Regions from separate parts of the Zea mays genome. Here region 2 is linked to region 1. A link is a contact called in public Hi-C data. All regions are on one chromosome and are shown on one strand. Each heading gives the region's core, a stretch centred on a gene start, on an enhancer-like site or on the middle of the called end of the contact. The rest is flanking DNA. Distances are from core to core; before and after follow the strand shown. Region 1 holds the start of LOC103631977 (indole-3-acetaldehyde oxidase-like). Region 2 holds the start of LOC100283749.

Region 1 (4,575 bases), core at 186-2,685:
CATATCGATGACCCAGCAGCAAGAAGGATCGTTGCGATGTCAGAGGCAAACTGGTCCCTCTGTGCCATCACCAAATTTCCACCCAAACTTGCAGTGTTCCGGACAAATGGAGACGCCACCTTTTCCATATGATCAGCAATCTTACAGAAGATTACATCATTGCAGCCACCAGCTTCTACTCTTAAAATCTCAATTGCCTGAGAAATCGTTACTGCAGCTCCAATTTGAACACCATTGGCTTCCTTACTAACCGAATTCAGCTCCGGGATGCATCTGAGGTCGATGTACCTATCATACACCTCTGTTTCTCTGTAAACGCCTGAAGCTGTGTTCCCCACAACCACCTTTGTTTTACTTTGGTCAAACAACTCAGAATCTACCAGCTTATAGTACTCCTCCACGCTCCGAGGCCGGTGCCAAGTGGTGGCACTTCCCAGCAATGCCGGCGGTGTGTACTGGTCAACCCCAGAAGAAGCTCTGATCTCAGCCTTGAGGAACTCCGGGAACACACCGATGCTCCCCTCGTCGTACCGCGGCAGCTTGGAAGCATGGGCGTCCCCCTTCCTCCAGAAGGAGTTGAGGCCCAGGTCCTCCAAATCCACGTCAGCCGCGAAGCTCTTGCAGGCGTCGGCGATCGGGCGGTACCCCGTGCAACGGCAGAGATTTCCCGCCACGGCCCACTCCGCCTCAGCCGCCGTGAGCCTCGCGAACCCCTCGGGTGGGGCGGGCCTCCTCCCCGCCTTGGCCTTGGCCTCGGCCTCGGCCCCCGCGAGCGCGGCGGCGAGGGACATGCACACCCCGGGCGTGCAGAAGCCGCACTGCGAGGCGTGGAACCCCGCGAGCCGCTCGTGCACGGCGTGGAGGCGGCCGCCGCCCCCGAGCCCCTCGGTGGTGGTCACGGCGCGGTGATGAAGGCCGTGCACCAGCGTGAGGCAGGAGCTCGCCGCCGCGTGCGACACCGCGCCCGAAGCCGCGTCGTAGGCGGAGAGGAGCACCACGCACGCGCCGCATCCGCCTGCAGAAATGGGCCGTGAAGCTCAAAAGCCGCGGAACGAAACGGAAGAGCGCGGGGAGAGGGAGGAGGAGGGCGGGGTGACGTGCCTTCGCCGCAGCCGAGCTTGGGCCCGGTGAAGCGGGTGCGGGTGCGGAGGAACTCGAGGAGCGTGGTGCCGGGGTTCACGTCCCCCTCGCGGAGCTCAACCCGCTCCCCGTTTACAGCCAAGACCGCCGCCGCTGACGCTGAGGGAGAAGCGGTCGCGGTCGCGGTCGACGGCGAGGGCGAAGCAGCCATCGCGGCGCGATGTGGGGGCGTGTGCGTGTCGGAAGTCGGAACCCGATTCCCATCTGGGCGGCGCCCGCAGCTTGCTTATCTACTGGGAGTACTCTACTAGACTACTAGCACCGCCACTCTCGCAGCTTCGCAAATCGCAAGCAGGGTCGCTGTCGCCGAGAAATTCCAAAACGGAGAGAGAACGGGCATCACGGGAGGGCGGCGTGCCGGCGTGTCGCGCGCTCGCCGAGCGCCACGAGGGTGACGCGGCGTGAGGCGACGGCTCGCCGCTGCCGCTGACATGCGGGGCCCGCGGGTGCATGGGCGGGTGTTAATGGGGTTTGGTTTGTTTACGCGAGTCGGCGAGTGGCTTTTATGAGTTGTTTGGCTGGTGCGGTGGTGCCTGGTGCGCGTGCGTGGATTGATCGGCACGTGAGGGGAGGGCCGGAGGGGGTCCCCGCCTCCGCCTGACTCGGCAGGCCGGCCATGCTCCGGCCACGTGCCGGTGCCGCCGCCCAAACTGAGGATATTTTGGTGGCCGGCAGCCCAAGCGACGGCCGACGGGACTGACATAGTATCGCTACGTCAGCGATCTCTCTTTTCTATCAAATCTCCCCGCAGCTCTTAATCTATCTTACAGGTTTCTTTCTTCGACAGTGATATTTGTAGTAAATTCGGAATAAGTAGAAAGAGAAATCTCTTCAGATCATGTTGACAAATGACACGCAAGAAGTTCCAAGCGACCCGGACGGGACCACGCACTCGACAAGTCTGGAGCAAGAGAAGAAAGTTAGTACTGAGTTCATCAGCACCGTCCAAACACTATTCGGCTGATTTGTTACGCACATAGGCACGCTCACGCGAGCATGTCCCACCAGATACGGTGGTTTCCTGAGTATAATAGCTTGTTTTACACCCGCTTAGGTAGCCTATGTCTTCCGTATGCACAACTAAACATAGGTATAGACAGTCAACGCACACAATAGACTAGGACGAGACTACGCAGACAACCAATTAAGTCGTATGTAATCAGGTCGAATCTAACTCGGCCGAGTTTGAAGCTATGTGTCTGAGGGTCTGTTCGGATCCATCTGGTGCCAGCTAATTTTAGCTCCTTGGGCTAATAAAGTTGGCCAGTTGTTAGCTGGAGGACTAATAAAGTATTTGTTTATTAACTATTTGATCTTGCTAATAGGTGTTAATAGATCATGACAAGAGAAAAAGACATCTATTAATCAAGACTCCAAACATATCATGGCTAATTGTTGCTAACTAATTATTTGCCGGCTAGTTATTAGGGACTGTTTGGATCCGTGTGGCAAATAGTTTGCCGTCTATTTTTAACATTTTAGTCTCCAACATAAACTGGTTAATAAATTGGCTAATTGTTAGCCGAAGCAAATTATTTGCCCATTAGTCATTTACCCTTGCTAATAGGTGTTAATAGATCGTATAAAGAGAAAAGAACATCTATTAGTCAAGACTTCAAAATATACCCTAAATAATTGTTACTAGCTAATTATTAGTCACTAGTCACGGACAAATAATTAGTTAGAAGGATACAAACATAGCCTTAGCCGCTGGCCAATTGAAGGATTCAAACACGCCTGAGTTTTGGACATGAAATCTTAGACATTTATGTCTCTGACTATTTTGCCTTGTCCGTAGCCTTTAAGCTAGGCCATCGGTATGTGGCCCCAAGGTGGTTATTATGCAGGCCAAGATGAAGGAGCAAATTGCCGATCTGAAGTAGAGCCTAGCCATCTTCAAAAATATTAGACTAGAAGAGGATCACCAACGAAGATTTGACCCACCAGATGGACTCGACCACCAAAGCCAAAGATTCGGCCCACAAGGCCAACGACTTAGTTCAGTACGAGCAAGTACGACTTTATCTCTGACTTGTATAATTTTATACGCAAAATTTAAAACCTCTGTATTGTAGTTTCTAAAAAAAATTCTGAAACTCCATAAGACTTGATTGAGGGTCATGATTAACTGTTTATATGATTCTGAGTTCTTCCAAGGGTCAATCGACATTTAGAGGCTAGATGACTTTCTAGATCGGATAAAAAAGTCAGTCAAGCTTGCATTTGGGGAAAAAAAAATCTAATATCATATTGAAAACTCTGGCACTAATCAGACTCGAGAGAAACGAATTTCAATCCATTTCCTATTTAATTCATTTCGCATAAGCTGAGGCTTGAACTAAAATCAGACATATAACAGCCATTCCCTGTATCCATGGGCCACGACAGCCCATATACACCCAACAAAGACACCCAGTCTTCGGGCCACGACAAGAAGCGGTGGCGGCTGGGGCCTTGTAATGAGAAGGGCCGTTTCCCTGGTGATAGTCTAGTTAATGGAAGGAACAGCTCAGCCCAACGTAGCCCACTAAGGCTAGATGGCTATAGCACTAGCGTTTGGAGGCACAGAACCCCCCAATCCAGGCGGGCAATCCCCACAGGCCACAATGGCGTCGCTGCTGCGCCTCCCCTCGCTGCTGTCCCCGTCCAAGCCCCTGCTCCGGCGCCGGCTGCCGGCGGCGAGGCTCGCGGCATCCGCCGCATCCAGGGGTCAAGCCTCGGCGACCGCGGGCGCGGCGGCGCCGGCGGCCGCGGAGACCCGCGGCGGGGACAGGGAGGGGCAGGTCACGCCGCGGTCCGCGGACTTCAACGCCTGGTACACGGACGTCATCGCCGCTGCCGAGCTCGCGGACTACGGGCCCGTGCGAGGGACCATGGTCATTCGCCCCTACGGATACGCCATCTGGGAGGCCATCCAGGTCAGTGGTCGTTCGCTCCTCCTTCCCCCCGTGCCGTGCGTCATCCTGCGTTCAACATTGCTGGTGCAGTGCAAATATGAAGTAAAAGTGGTTACAGGTGCCTCTGCCTGCGTAGTCGTAGATTTCGAAGCACCGTGTAGCTCGGCTCCTGGCGTTGTCCCATTTGTGCAGATTGGTATGTTGAAGAATGTCGTAGTTGCGTAGAGTGTATGCATCGTGTGGCAGAATGATCCCCAAACGGTGTTTAGCGTGTTTTTTTGTTGATCTGGTGTGATGCCTGTACCTTTCTGTATGAAACGAAACGATATTCTTCCAATCATGTAGTGCAGCCGTGGATTATGGTCAATGGGAGCATCGTTATGCATAACGTGACAAATTTGACATACTGTTTGGCTTTACATCTGAATGCTCCTCTTGTTATGTGATACTTTTCAGTGTTGCACTTCATCAATACCTCAATATTTTTGTTGCCGATTTGTTGTAGGATTATTTGAATGTCAAATTCAAGGAGACAGGG
Region 2 (4,141 bases), core at 475-2,974, 490 kb after region 1:
TCCTATTTCTATAACAATATAAAAACAAATAACATAGTTTTGCAAGCATCAGAACACTGAACCAAATATGCAGCATGCTTCTCGGTGCAAACCCAATGCAAAGGCATGAAAAGATTTGCAGATATAGCAAGCAAACGTTTCTATGCATTCATGGAGCCCGAGAAATCAACAAGCGTTCATAGTTCGAAAATCCAAAACGGTGAACTGCTAATATCCACATGGTGGAATTGACTACATAGTGTGAGCTTTTAATATACTACACAAAAATAGCCACCTCCAATTAACAGAAAACAAAACTGTAGCAGATTTAATGATCTAGCTTAGTGGGTGTTTACAGTATCATCATGCAAAATTTGTTGATCCCTGATTAATTGAAACCAAAGCCAACATGAAAGAACAACTGATAAGAACAATCTAAAACAGCCCTGATGTGCCCAAATGAGTCTTAGTTCCTGTGCAAAATTAGAAATCAGATAGTATGCATAATTAGAAAATCCAAATGCAAACTTCTTATATATAGTGGCAGTTTATGCACCACAGGTGGAACTGCCTACTTAGTGGGTGCTTTCAGTATACAATGAAAAAAACTTGTCGCTTCTAATTAAAAGTAACCAAAACAGTACTGGATTTACAGCTGCAGCCTAGTGGGCGTTATTCTTACCGCCATGCTAAATTTGTCGATTTCTGATTTAACTGAGACTAAAGCCATTACAGAATTTCAGCTCGAACCTACAGCTCTGAAGACATGCTCCAAAAGACAACTTCCAACGGATAGCTAAAGAATTGCATAACAGAATGCTCCCCCAAGATTGGACATGAAAGATTAACCGACAGGAACAAGCTAAAACAGCCACGAGGTACCAGACGAGTCTCGGTTCCTGTGGCACCCAAATATCTTAACGCCCCATGAATTTCTACGGTTCCACCTGCACAATTCCGAATCAAACTACCTTCAAGCAAGTAACGACCACACAGCAAGCACCAAATGAGCAACAGATAAGAGAAGGGGTCAGAGGCTCAGAGCTGAGAGCTGGGAATCTCACCACCGTCCCACGGCGTATCATCCGGCCTGCGAAACCACACGAACCTCTCATCAGCACAACGAACACAAGAGTAAGAACAAAAGGAATAGCTGAGATCCCGTCTCCCTCCCCGAGATCCGGAGTCCCTCAATCAAACCCTAGAACAGGAACGGGATTAACGGACTCCAGGGGGGGCGTTTGTGGGGTAACGAAATCGGGGGAGGGGGGAGGGGAGGGGACGGGCTACCCGAATATGACGGCGTTCCAGAGCATGATGTTGTTGTCGTGCGGCGCGCCGCTGATCCCGGCGGGCGGGTCCTGCTGCAGGCGCCTGAAGTCCCGCATCAGCCGCTTCCTCGCCGGCGTCGACATCTCGTCCACCGCAGCCCGGCGCCTCAAACCCTAGCTACGGTCTCGATCTCTGGCGGAACGCTCGCTGCGTCCCGCTCTCTGGCTCCTTGATCCCGCGACCCGCGGGGTTGCGTCTGAAACCAGAGAAGCTTCGAGGGACGGAGGGAGACAGTCAGACAGAGAGAGAGGAAAGGAAGGTGGGTGGTGGGTGGAATGGGTGCGCGTGAGAAAAGTTTCACGGGGGAAGAGTGGAAGCTGCGACGCCCACGCGGGGCGGTGGGCCCTCCCCTCCTCGCGACGTATAGCTTCGTTTCCAGGCGCGAACCCGCTCGGAAGTCGGAGCCGCTGATGCGCGGGCTCCTCGCGTTTACGACCCCACCACCAGCCAACGTATACTGACACTGTGCTCGGGAATCGCCGCACTGCCGTTGCCGTCCATGTCGCTGACAGGAACAGGTGCAGGATGTGGACCCATGTGTCAGGGGCATTCCTGGTAAATTCGTGGCGATCTATAATACAGCCGATGCGTGGGTGGGAATAATGCCACTGGACCCATGCGTCAGTGTCGCGGAAAAGAGAACTTGATGAAAGCGGAAGGTGGGCTGTGGTGGGGGCCAAGGGTGGGTATCGAATCTGGTGGGCGTGTGGTAGCGCCGTCCTGCTTGGCGGCATCCGTGGGGCGGCACCGCGTATGTATGTGAGGCTGTGAGCAAAAAGCCTGGCCACGCCCACAGGAGACTCATTGGCCACGCCCACAGGAGACTCATCCGTGAGCCGAGCCGAGCTGGCTAGAATAATGATGGATATTGGATAATTTTATAGATAGTCAGTTTGTTTCTTAACGTTTAATATTAAATATATTGAATAATGATGGATATTGGATAATTTTATAGATAGTCAGTTTGTTTCTTAACGTTTAATATTAAATATATGACAATTAATAATTTAGATTACTCATAATGATGAATGATATCTATATATTTATATTTATATACTAATAATTCATTAGATAATGCAATTATATATATCAGGGTGTAGCTCGCGAGCCAAGCCGACTCGCGAGCCACCTTCGAGCCGAGCCGAGCCTGTCTCCCCAGCTCGTCAAATGGGCAAGCCGAGCCGAGCTCGGTCAGCCACCGAGCCACACCGAGCCGAGCTCGGCTCGTTTCCAGCCCTATGCCGCACCACTATTCGGCCGAATTCACGTGTCAACAAATTAACTCTACCGTAACAATGACAATGATGAACATTTACTACCCGTCTGTAACAAATTTACATGTCAACAAATATGTTATCATTCCTTGAACATATCATTATATTAATAAAAGAAAAAACGGTCCAAAATACAAGGAAAAAAACAAACCTCTCGTGGAGGCCACCAAAGGACAATCCTATATATCATCACCTCTCAACATTGACAGATGACGATACTTGCGAACAGAAATGTAAAAAATCCAAACAAACAAAAAAAACTTGTCACCACTATATCTTTACAGCAAAATTACTCCATCTACGAACCATCTCAACAAAAATGTAAATTCCATGTACTTGCCAATAAACCAAAAATATTGTCACCTTCACTTTTGCAGCATAACGAATACATATAAGAATCACCTCCTAATTGACTTATGATACCTTCCAGTCGAAAGAAGAATACAACAAAATCAACGGATCCATATTAGTAGCAGACAGCTGCTGGCCCGCCTGCTGCAAACACCAGTTGCCAAGACACAAGGCCACCATGTTTATCGTTGACTCGTGAGCATTTGCAGGGCTGTCTACACATCGATTCAGTAACTGCTCATGACCAAACAGTCAACTAGTTACAAACAAGACGGCAGGTAAGATGTAAGGAGCATGATGAGATACAGCTAGTTACAGCTCCTTCAAATTGTTTTTTCTTCACATACAGATGATTGCCATCGTCATTTACAGAGCAAGAGCTGGCTAACCATGTCAGTTCTGGGTTGACCTCAGGTTCTTTGCCTAACCCTGCGGCAACTGGAATCGCCACCGTCCGAGAGCTGCCCACAAACGCTCTGGCTCTTCCCAACACTGCTGCACTGGTCCTCACACCCTGCAACAGTTTTCAGTATCTCTGACTGGAGAGATGGGCAGTTGTCCTTGAGGTAAATGAAACCCTCACTCCGCATTACAGCTGCAGACACATAAGGGTATCTGGAATGGGTTATGAAGCTTTATAAACTTAATCGCACCAGAAGCTGTACAAACTTAATTGAGCAAATAAAGCAACCAAAAGGTCAAACGATGGTATCGTGGACTCGAGGCATAATTTTCTTGTATCCAGGGACAAGCCCTGGAACTACCCCATGCTGAAACGGAAAAGGTTGGCAATAACAGAATATCAGCTCTGACACAAGGAATAAAAATATACTTGTCCACCAACCCAGACCTTGTTATAAAACACATCATAACTATTACTCTCTTTTATTATTCTTTTTTATCCAAATTATAAGATGTTTTGACTTTTCTAGATACATTGCTTTTATTATGTATCTAGGCATGGAGTACATCTAAGTGCATAGCAAAAACTATATATCAGAAAAGCCAAAACATCTTATTTATAATTTGTAATGGAAGGAATATAATCTAGCAAGACATATTAGTCCATCTCACATCTGAAGTCGATAATAAATAATATGTTGCAGTACAGTCTAATTCAGGTAAGGTCCATTCCAACCATTCCCCCATATTTCTCCACCTATCTGTATTTTCTATTATATTTTACTACATCCACCTAAAAGACT

Evidence for each region. Hi-C and Micro-C count contacts between places; a contact is called where the count stands out from the background.
Region 2: a contact with region 1 is called in a Hi-C map of leaf mesophyll, with 3 times the contacts expected there. The contact joins the promoter of LOC100283749 here to the promoter of LOC103631977 in region 1. A contact is called at or near these places in 6 of 25 Hi-C or Micro-C datasets (bundle sheath, ear, endosperm and 3 more).

What each region holds. Positions count from the first base shown.
Region 1 is chr7:7,742,689-7,747,263 of Zm-B73-REFERENCE-NAM-5.0, forward strand. LOC103631977 (indole-3-acetaldehyde oxidase-like) reads right to left here and starts at 1,436. Exons shown (of 10, transcript XM_020540976.3): 1 at 1,102-1,436; 2 at 1-1,015. The coding sequence starts at 1,291. It overlaps LOC100283555 (prolyl-tRNA synthetase), which reads left to right and starts at 3,717. Exons shown (of 11, transcript NM_001156455.2): 1 at 3,717-4,058; 2 at 4,543-4,575. The coding sequence starts at 3,747.
Region 2 is chr7:8,234,048-8,238,188 of Zm-B73-REFERENCE-NAM-5.0, forward strand. LOC100283749 reads right to left here and starts at 1,725. Exons shown (of 5, transcript NM_001156648.3): 1 at 1,270-1,725; 2 at 1,044-1,069. The coding sequence starts at 1,394. It overlaps LOC100284563, which reads right to left. Exons shown (of 4, transcript NM_001157458.2): 4 at 2,929-3,531. The coding sequence ends at 3,347.